Regions from separate parts of the Mus musculus genome. Here region 1 is linked to region 2. The links are chromatin contacts, called in public Hi-C maps. All regions are on one chromosome and are shown on one strand. The core of a region is the stretch at or near the end of the contact, and the rest is flanking DNA. Distances in the headings are between cores, read along the strand shown. Region 1 holds the start of Gm28175 (a long non-coding RNA gene). Region 2 has its middle 74 kb from the start of Tmem182.

Evidence for each region. Hi-C and Micro-C count contacts between places; a contact is called where the count stands out from the background.
Region 1: a contact with region 2 is called in a Hi-C map of cortical neurons, with 5 times the contacts expected there. The contact joins two enhancer-like sites. A contact is called at or near these places in 4 of 484 Hi-C or Micro-C datasets (cerebral cortex, cortical neurons and neural progenitor cells), 3 of 115 datasets of contacts at active chromatin or transcription factors (astrocytes, embryonic forebrain and forebrain) and 2 of 9 other capture datasets (embryonic tail and embryonic trunk).

The regions. Positions count from the first base shown.
Region 1 is chr1:42,252,488-42,257,969 of GRCm38.p6, forward strand. Gm28175 (a long non-coding RNA gene) reads left to right here and starts at 5,365. Exons shown (of 4, transcript XR_865384.2): 1 at 5,365-5,482. Within about 2 kb of position 1,499, at least 4 of the 459 cell types and tissues checked have an H3K27ac peak or open chromatin away from gene starts, as enhancers often do. A contact at or near this core is called in cortical neurons, where this site is marked.
Region 2 is chr1:40,877,260-40,882,645 of GRCm38.p6, forward strand. No RefSeq gene overlaps it. Among named protein-coding and RNA genes, the nearest start is that of Tmem182, 74 kb to the left of the region's middle. Within about 2 kb of position 1,977, at least 10 of the 459 cell types and tissues checked have an H3K27ac peak or open chromatin away from gene starts, as enhancers often do. A contact at or near this core is called in cortical neurons, where this site is marked.

The DNA.
Region 1 (5,482 bases), core at 249-2,748, 1.4 Mb after region 2:
TGTCCAAGAATTCTGGATTCTGCCAGGGATAAATGGTCCACTGGATGATCTTCTCCACAAGCAGACAGCAGAGACTTGACAGCCGTTAATAAGTAACCAAGTCCAAGCTACCCAGCTGAGGTGGTTAGAAGATGTTTGAAATCCACACTGTCATTTCTTCTTGCCACAGACCTTGCAAAGGTTATTTATACAAACAAACAACAACAATAACAATAACTACTACAACAAAACCTTTGTCTTGGGAAATGGCTCAGTGGGTAGAAGGTTTGCCATGAAATCTTGGGGACCTGAATTCAGATCCTGGTACCCTGGTAAACCTGGGGGTGGCAGTGCGCATTTATAATCCTCGTTCTGCTTCAGTGAGATAAGACTTGGATATTGGAGAATCCTGGAAGTTCACAAACTGGCTAACCTCTGGCCATTGGTCCTTTGCTCCAGGAACTGAGCTCCTGTTTTCAGACTTATCTCATCTGGTACGCACTGGTCCATCTTTCTGGCTCTCTGATTTTGTTCTTTTTTTTTTTTTTAATTTCTAAACCCATGCTTTATTTTAATATACAGCAATATAACTCACATTTTAAGTAACTCTATGTTAGAATGATTAACTTTTGTTTTGATTTGCTTTTTTCAAGACATGGTTTCTCTGTATGTAATCCTAGCTGTCCTGGACTCAGGAGTCCGGCCTCAAACTCACAGAGATCTGCCTGTCTCTGCCTCCTAAGTGCTGGGACTAAAGACATGCACCACCACTGCCTGGCTGATACAACGGGTCGATACACTTTTAAACAGAAGAAGAAAGAGGGTGGGAGAATTATCAGATTATGTACCTCTCCAACTCCTCCCCCCAAAAATTGTTAAATCAATCTTTCTAAATGGATCAGTGCCACGTATGCATATCAGGACTATTGGTCAATGGAATTAAATTTTTTTAAATTTCATTCTTAAAACAACAACAACAAAACATGATTCTGCAGTTTCAAGTTTCTTTATTATCTTATATCTTCCTTTGAATTTTGTTCCCATGGAATTCCAGGAGCAGAAGTCACAGGTGGAGGATGGGGTACCAGAGTGGAGGGACTCCTCAGAAGGCCACCCTGCCCGACCACACTCCCAAGTACAACTTGAGGGCTCAGAGACTCTCCGGGTCTCAGCCCACTGCTTTAACCCTAAATCACCTCACATTGTATCTGTGAGCATTTTAATTGATGAAGAACATGGGAGAAGTCTCCAAGGAATTTAAATTTGCCATTCAGAGAACAAAGATCCCACTTCTTCCCTTCCCTTCCGTGTCTTTCATGAGGTCTCTGCATTCTAAAGCAGTTAGGATTTAGTTACACAGTCTGTCTTTTCTCCAAAGCATATAAGTGTAAGTTTTAAAAATAGTTTGGATCAAAAACATTTCTTGTAAGTGAAGAAACTGAGGTAGGGAGTGACTAAGCAGTTTTCTTGGGACACTCATGACTAAGCACAGGCTCACACGGCCTTTGGGATTTAATTTATTCCAGAGAAGGGCCAAGTTCCAGACTATGCAACTTGCACATGAAAAAGCCACCCAAACAAGACTACTTTCCTGAATTTTAAATAGAAGACTTAAATTGCTCACAAGTAAGCACAAATTTCCCAAGTTTGACTGTGTAAGATCCTTCAGAACAGGCACAAAATGGACAGAAAACGAAGAGAATGGGAAAACAGGCGCACACACACAGAAAAACCTCACTTTTTAATAATATTAATGTTACATCGTATAATGCTTTGTACATACTGCAAGATGAAGTAATCTTTACCTTCTATATATAGTTCTTAAGCATTGTTACCAATAATTAATGAAAACATAATTCAACACATATATTTTCCTTCTGAAAATTCTAAGATCAATCATATAATGTAAAATAGATGTAATCCAGACTTAACCCACAAGCCTTAAATTTTATTCCCTACTTACCACTGATCTGATCAAACAAATCCTAATGAGTTTGTTACATAGTAGCATTGTACATTTAAGTGGGAATGATGGCTCAGTTATATTTTAAATTCTAGGTTGTCCCTTGCCAACAGAAACATAAGCAATGTTTTACTAGGATACTTGAAGGGTCCCAAAGATGTGGCCTCAGCAACACAGATCCCAGGGACTGTCAGAAAGCTAGCACGCATGGAAATAAGTCAGTGGTTGGAAGGAAAAAAAGTTTGGAAACTACAGACTCAGCCAGGTGAGCAAAGACACAAGATGAAAGAAAAGAGTCCCCAGCATGAAGGAAGGGTCGAAAGCTCTTCATGGAAGGAAGGCACCGCATCTGCAACTTGTGAAGGGCTGCAAGCTAGACAGACGGTCTTCTAATGAGCCAGACGTGGGGAGAGTACAGGGAGGCTCCTACTAGCAAAGAAGCTGGAGCGGCACTGCCATGGTGCTCTCTAGATATCAGAGTATACGGGTCACGGTGCGTTTTTAATTTTTATATTGAGCTTTACATACATGGGGGTATGCTTGTGCAACTGCAGCAAATCCAACTGAAAACAGCTTTGGATGTTTATGTAAAGAGGGAAAAGATTCAAAGTTTCAAGGACTTTTTAATTGTTCCCCACTGGCAGTTACTATTTACCTACAAGGGGAGTTTTCTTTCTGGTGCCTACATTGTTATGACCTAATAGATGTGATTTTATATTCTCAGTGTTGGTTCATAAACAATAACATAGTTATATATTTTTAAGTTTTCTGAAATAGAAATTCAGCACTATGAAAAAGACAAAGAGTCTTCAAAGCATAGAAATAAAGGTAGCCAAACTGGGACAAACGAACTGAATGCATACAAAAGAGACTCTGTAATTGGGGTTCTACTATGCCTTCTCCCCCAACTTAAGAGAAGAAATAAAAAATGGTTTTCGAGCACTGGCCTATCTATACATTAAAAATTGTCAAGGTTTAACACAATTTTATACTATATGATGGCTTGAGAGGAAGTGGATATATGCATTCATTTCCCCAAATATATCACTGAAGGCAGTATTAGCAATGGAAAGATTCTCGACCAAGAATTATTTCTTTCTAGAAAAAATATGGATGAATTAACACCATAAGCTTGAAGTGGTAATTTTATGTTAATCATTTCTACATTTCAGAAGGCATCAATACTTTGGGGCATTGAGTGTATGCTCAAGTGTATGTGCATTTGTGAGTGAGTGTGTGTGTGTGTGTGTGTGTGTGTGACAGAGAGAGAGAGAGAGAGAGAGAGAGAGAGAGCATTGTGTGTGTATATGTGTGCACTCCCATGTGTGTGTACGCACATAAATGCTCTTTGTGTGTCTGCTTCTCATACGCAGGCAGGGTTCATCTTAGCAAATTCCAAAGGAAGAATTAAATGTTCTTGACATTCCATCTAATAGACAGTGGGTGGCATCATCTTAAGCAGCACATGATGGAGGTTTGAATTTGGCAGTATTTTCGTTATTTGGGCTACAAACTCTACCCAAATTTGAAGGACTTTCTACATTAGTAATTAATAGGGCCCCATTATGCTAACTATCATCCAACTTAGGACATCTTACAGGAAAGATAAGAGATGAATAATTTGAAGTAATTTTCTTGTAATCATGCCAATCACTTGAGCAAAGTAGTTATTAAAGGAAACGGTACTATGATGAATTATAGGACATCTCACATTGAATACCTTTCTTATCAGCTACTTATAGTCTCTGATGCTTGAAAAAGGGCAAACAAGTAGATGCCTGTTCCGAATAACACTCCTGTTATTGTAAATAGAGGTTTGTTTAGTAAACCCTGCATTCTAATGAGGCATGAAAGGCATCCTTTACCTTCCTTCTGCCCATCTCTGAGCAGAGCCGAAGTTCACAGGCTTTGCTCTCCCTTGGAAAGGAAGCAGATGAAGCTCGAATCACCTTTGATGACAAGAAGCCCTTCCAGTTCAGATCTGCTGAAGTGATTAGACATTATTTATCTAATTAAATGTTCAAAACACATCATTATTGAAAGGAATAAATTTAGTACATTTGTTGAGCGGTGTTAACTGAAATGTAACTGCACATCATTTGACTTTTTAACATTTTATTATATCTATTAAGTCTTTCTGTGCTTAATTAAATCAACTTATTTTTTACAGTTAATTTAATGTGATTTCATTTTCGTTACGGAGTCTGAATCAGATATTACAGAGAAAGCCAACTGTATACACAAATTAAGCTTTGACTCCTCAGGTGTTCTCCTGCGTCTCATTCAAGTTTGCTATCTCAGAATGCGCACCATGATTTCGAATAGATGTTATTTTTTACACAGAGGAAGGCTCTTTCCTGATCTTTGGTATTATTTTTGAAATGCAGCTGTTTCTTTAAGAGTAGAGGACAGTCATGTTAATACTATTTTGCATCCTAGATCACAGTCACCACCTTGATCTAGGTCAGGGAGCCATACTTTTAGCACTTGGGGAAGTAAATAAAAGCAAGAATGTGAGACCGTGGTCAAGGCTTGCTGCCGCACTGCCATTGGACTTCTCAGTTGTTCTTCTAGGAGCAGCGATGTTTAAAGATCAGTGCTGCGGCTTCTCAAACGAAGTAGGTAATGAACAGCAAGGGCCGGCCAATTGGAGGCACAGAACTCACTAGTTCATTCTGACTACTCTATTCAAATGAGCACAGGTCTGTGATTGCATTAAACAGCACTCTTCTTGTCCCAGGCAGGAACCCTAAACTGTGAAGTGGGGAAAAGAAGTGGAGCAAGATTGAGGCCATAATGATAGGTGTCAATCAAGTACTGTGGATGGTGACACCCAGGGTGGAGTGCGGCATTTTGGAACATTTAAATCTGCACTTATAATCTCAGATGGAGGTTATAGCTGAAAATAAACAGGGGAGGAACATTCAAAGGTTGTAAATTCTAATTACGCATTGAGATCAGCTTGCAAAGCTTTTTTTTTCCCTCCCCCAAATGTTGGGCTGTTTCAGATTCTGTCTGCTTTCTACTAAGAACACCGAAAAGGAAGGTTTTTGAAGTCTCATCTGACAACCCGGATGGAGAATGTAAAAGGTAGCCAAAGACATGGTTAGGGGGTCTCCTTTCCTCAACAGAAAACAATGAGGAGGAGAAAAAAAGTTTAAAAAAAAAGATAAAAGAAAAAGTGAGCTTTTGTGTGCCTAGGTATCCTTCCCAGCCCCTGCAAGGCCTGGGGCATCACTAGCCACGAATCCCTCCCCGAGTTCCCGGTCCTCATTCTGGTTTTACCCCATGGCCACTTGGACTGGCTTTGATTCCCCAGGGTAAGTGTTCATGATCACAAATTTGGCCAAAAGATTTTTCATTACCCTCCAACATTTCTTTTCACCTCCAACCTCTAGGCAGGACCCTGGCTTTCCCTTTGGAGCCAGGAATATAAAGACACGGGGCCATCGGGCTGACCCAGAGGGCCCAGCTGTCAATCACAGTCTCGCCATCTCTGCTGCCTTTCACACCAGGCAGCTGGACCCATCGCTGTCAACC
Region 2 (5,386 bases), core at 727-3,226:
CACCTCACTCTCTGGAAACTCAGGGTGATGAGCACCGTCAGACAGTGGTGCACACAGCAGTGTTGGAGGCTGGTGTAGGAAATGCCCGCTAATTGTAACAACGCACAGAAAAGCCGAAGAAAACCACAGAGAAAAGCCTCATGGAAATGCTACACACTGGTCACCATCACCACCACCACCGCCACCACCATCATCACCATCACCACCATCATCATCATCATCGCCATTGCCATCGCAACGTCTTTATGTTTCCCAGAATCTTACGTGGTTTGTGTCCTTTGGTGATTGCTTTATCTCACTTAACATAAAGTGGTTTCCTGATTCTTTCACCTCCTTTTCTGCCTTTTGGTGGCAAAGCATCAAAATAACGACTTGGATTTGTTATGTAAGTTTTCTTTCTGAATCTTTCGTGGTCCGATTGTAACTTATCACTAGCCATGAATAGTATTCTATTTTCTGGATGATCCAAAGTTCCTTCTTTCCAGTGACATATTGAAAGACATCTTGGTTATCGGTAAATGAGCAGTGGGTGCTGAACGCCCTCTCCCCTCCTCCCCGAGTGACTGATCAGGATCTAAGGAGACTTCGGAGCATTCTAAGCAGAAGTATGGATTTCTGATGTTCTCTTAAATGCCAGGAAGACTAGAAAATACAACTACTCGCACTGTTGAGTCATCTGGATCAGAACTGACCTCCCCACCTGTCGTGTCTTCATGTGGTCCTGGTTCTGAAGGCTTCGGTTAAGTTATCTTTTCCCTCTTTAGTTGACAAGCAATGATTTCATACACACACACACACACACACACACACACACAAACACATATGACACGGTGGGAAGGATTGTGGAATGATTAAATCAAGCTGTCTTAAATGTCTATGACGTTTTTTTACTGTTCCTGGGGACCTGTAATACATTTCCAAAATTCATTTGCACAACGGTTCTTTTATTGGAGAGCCATGAGAACATAGGTATAGACATGACTCACACAGGAAGTGGCAGGCCTCGGTGTGAATACTACAAGGAGAACTCCGTCCAGTCTCTAACCTGTCCTAGGAGGAGGGCATAGCTGCTCACGTTAGAGAGCTATGTGAGCCTACTTGACAGATTGCAAGGGCAGGCTTATCTCAGCATGGACTTCTGAAGCTGACTGAAGTCACAACACAGACGCACAAGACACTGGAGACTTGCTGATGCCTTTCTGGCAACAAACCAGGAAGAGAGAGGTGTCTGGGCCAAAGAAAGATCCACAAGGAACTTGCAAACCGGAACTGTTGTGCCAGGAAGTACTTCTTTCGTGAACCCAAAAGACCACCAAGGAGCCTTTTCCGATGTAATCACATTAGGGTCTCCTTATTGGAAACCTGAGTTTGGGCTTACACACTGCTGACCCACTGGATAGTTTGATGAAGCAGCCACGGGCTCTCATCAGGACAAAGTTTTATAGGGAAATGGGAGCAAGTGAGGGGGTGGAGGTGGGGTCCATCCTGGCAAGTATTTAATAGCATGACTATTATAAGGTGGGTGGTCTAAAGCAAGACCATGAACAATCAGTCTGATAGTACATCTGAAACAATCAGACTGATCTTTTATTAACTGTTGCTAGGAAGTAGCTAGGGAGTGACTCTGGCCAAGAACAAGATGTGGAGTCCTTCCTGGTACTTGGGTGCAGCTTGGGTTCATCTGGGGGTCAAGTTCTCAGGCTCTTTTTCTTTTTCCTTTTTCTTTTTCTTTTTCTTTTAAGATGGAGGCCAGTTCCAAGATAGAGTAGGTTTTGGCCTCTCAGAACAAGTCAAAACAAATTTATTTTGATGAAAATCAGTCATGGCGCTGGGATTGGTATCAGTCCACGGTGACAGCTAGCTATTGATGAGCCTTGTAGCTATTGACGAGCCTTGTAGCTATTGATGAGCCATGAGAAGAAAGCTATGGACCTATAGCTTTAAAAATTATAAACTCGGGCTGCAACTTTTAAAATTGCCACAAGGCGGCGCGATGTACCCATGAGGAAATCATTCCTTTGGAAAACCAGGGACATTTCAAGTCTTTTGAGCCCATTTCTAAAGATGATTGAGGTCTGGCCGAACAGGAAATAGGGCAGAAGGGAGTGTGAGGAAGAGGAGGCCAGAGAAAGAGATTTATATCCTTGGAAAGCTTCGGAAAGGTGGATGCCTCAGTGTTTACAGGGCTGTTAGGGTCTGTTTTCCCGACTGCACTAAAAGCTCAGCTTCATCCTGAGGAGAACTGAGAGGGTAGTTGTTCCTATGTGACTCTCCATGTAGCAATCCAGGCTTGGGAAAGTCTCGCCGGTTCTCCAAAGGCTCCCTTCGGAGAAGTAGAGCAGGAACTCAGGTTAGCACAGGATTAGTGAGTCTGATAAATGTTTTTCAGGTGCAGTTTTGGAGAGATCCTGAGTCTCAAGCTGTCCCTACACCAGAATGTCTGCTAAAACAAAAAACAAGACAGCCAAGAAGGAAAAAGGAGAAGTGGCGGGACACTGGCTTAAGAGAGTTCATAGGCTGCCCAGATTCTTTCCCTCAGAAACAAGATCGCTCTAAACAACAGAAAGTTCCCGGAAACATGGGGAGTTAGGACTCAAATAAGAGCTGATTTGGGGCACACACACACACACACACACACACACACACACACACACATGCTTCTCACTGGCACACTCACACACACACATGCTTCTCACTGGCCCCCACACACAAACATACACACTTCTTACTGGCCCACACACATTTCTCACTGGTGTGTGTGTGCATGTGTGCGCATGTGTGTGTGTGCGCGTGTGTGCACATGTGTGTGTGTGCGCGTGTGTGCACATGTGTGTGTGTGCGCGTGTATGTGCTCGTGTGTGCGTGTGTGTGTGTGTGTGTGTGTGTGTGCACGTGCACACACGCACCTCTCTATTTGCCACAGCATGAACTGCAGAGCTGACAATCTCCAGTTCACATTATAGTTAAGTGGTTTCTCCATCAATCTCCACAGTTAAAAATACATCACACAAATTACTATGCTGCCTGGTGAAAATCCGTGAGACTCTTGTTTTCTGCCATTTATTTCTAAAACATTTTGGCACTTTCTGCAGAAGTCGTCGCCTTCTCGGTCATGCTGGGGGCCTCTCCGTTTTAGGTTGTTATTAAGCCAAGAATCCTGGAGATCCACAGAGAAACAAACGGGGTATCAGGAAGGCCGTGCCGGGGACACAATTAACTACAGCAGGCAGACCAGGGCTCAGAGCCTGAGAGTCCTGGCCACTGGACCATGGGCTTCCTTTGAGGACTTTCTGTCTGGAATGTGGGTAGAGCCTGTGCCCAGCCCCTAAGGACCCAAAGTCCGGGTGCTTATCATCTGAGAACTCAGCTTTCAATGTGCCCTGTCACTGACCAACTAAGGAAGGACTGTGGTGACCACCTCACATGTCCCCTGCATAATCTGCAGCAGCAGGAGTGTCCTGCAGGGGACAGGATCTGAGCTGCTCTAGTTTCCAGCAGATGTCACCGTGGAACTGTTAAAATGGGGAAGAAAGACTGAAGCTTTAGGGAGCTGGGCCCCAAACAAAGGACCATGAACCCAAAAGGCACAGGGGTCATGTAGCAATAACATGTGGATTTTAAACCTGCTGGGTGTTGTGGCAGAAGCCCATAATCCCAGCAACTGGGAGTTTGAGCTCAGCCTGGGCTACATAGTGAATACAGGTTACCCAAAGTCTCAGGACAAGAACCTGTCTCAAAAATGAAATAGCAAAGCGAAGTAACTGAGCAAGAGTTTCCGTTCAGAGCCCCAGGGCTCTGCGCACACCGCATCTGTCTTATATTTGAACTGTTGGTGTCTTTCCATCTTACCAGGTCTAAAAAGGCAGCCAGGAGCTAACTGAACAATTACTTATAAGATGTTGTTGGTGTTATTCATTTGTACAAAGTAACGATTTTAGGACACTTTGACACAGTTAAACAACATACTCTGACCACAGCTACCACTCTAGACCCTTCCTAGCCAACAAAAAAGATAGTGATCTGTATTTCAAAGTGGCAATGGCCATGTAACAATATTTTTCCCTTGGAAAGAAATTTTTTTGGGGGGGGGAGGATTATTTTTAGTTAGTGGAAGTCAGTAGCTGTCATGCAAGGTCTGGGGAATCCAGAAGGGTACAATCAGGTCCTGCCTCTGCCTTCCCTCTGTATATGTGGCCTTGGAGAATTTGCATAATTTTGAGCTTTGAGACTCCGTTCTGTGACAGGGTAATTGGGAAGGTTAAAATGCAGTAACGGTTATGTGAGAAGCCCATATGGTTAGCAAGTTCTGAGCATAGACACAGCCATGGATTGTGGTTTTCGCATCATCGTGATTTTAATATTTTTACTACATTTTAAGTAAATTATGCACACTCAGTATTATCATGTGTCCAATATGGTTGATGCCAACAGTGGCTGGCCCATGTCACCTTGGACTCTGCTTTCTATTGTACCATCAGTGTGGTCCAGTCATCTTTGCCACACTGGACCCTAAGACTCATTCCAGCACCTTCTGTTTCCCTCCTTCCCTGTGACGGTGTTGGTCCTCTTTCTGGATCCTTCATTACAATTCACCATATTCAGACAGATCCCTGGCCTGGCCATGCAGTCCCTGGCATCCATTTCTGTCATGACTGATAGTCCGGTGTCCTACCTCAGACACCCTGAGTGTCCTGAGGAGTTTTCCCCAAATGCCTATCTTAGGTTCCCCTCAGTCCCAAAGGTGTAAGGGGGCCTTGACAATGCAGCTTTAACACACATTCTGGATTCTGTAAGGAAATGCTGTTGCCTCTATCTTTCAAATCTGAAGTAGCTTTTATTGACATAATTCTTTCTTTCTTTCTTTCTTTCTTTCTTTCTTTCTTTCTTTCTTTCTTTCTTTCTTTCTTTCTTCTTCTTCTTCTTCTTCTTCTTCTTCTTCTTCTTCTTCTTCTCCTTCTCCTTCTCCTTCTCCTTCTCCTTCTCCTTCTCCTTCTCCTTCTCCTTCTCCTTCTCCTTCTCCTTCTCCTTCTCCTTCTCCTTCTCCTTCTCCTTCTCCTTCTCCTTCTCCTTCTCCTTCTCCTCCTCCTCCTCCTCCTTCTCCTTCTCCTTCTCCTTCTCCTTCTCCTCCTCCTCCTCCTCCTCCTCCTCCTCCTCCTCCTCCTTCTCCTCCTTCTCCTCCTTCTCCTCCTTCTCCCCCTTCTCCTCTTCTCCTTCTCCTTCTCCTTCTCCTTCTCCTTCTTTCTTCCTTCTTCCTTCTTCTTCTTTCTTCCTTCAAATGTGGTTGCTGGCATTTGATCTCAGGACCTTCTGAAGAGCACTCAGTGCTCTTACCCACTGAGCCATAAAGCACTAATTGAACCTCTCCACTATGCACCCCATGTTTCTA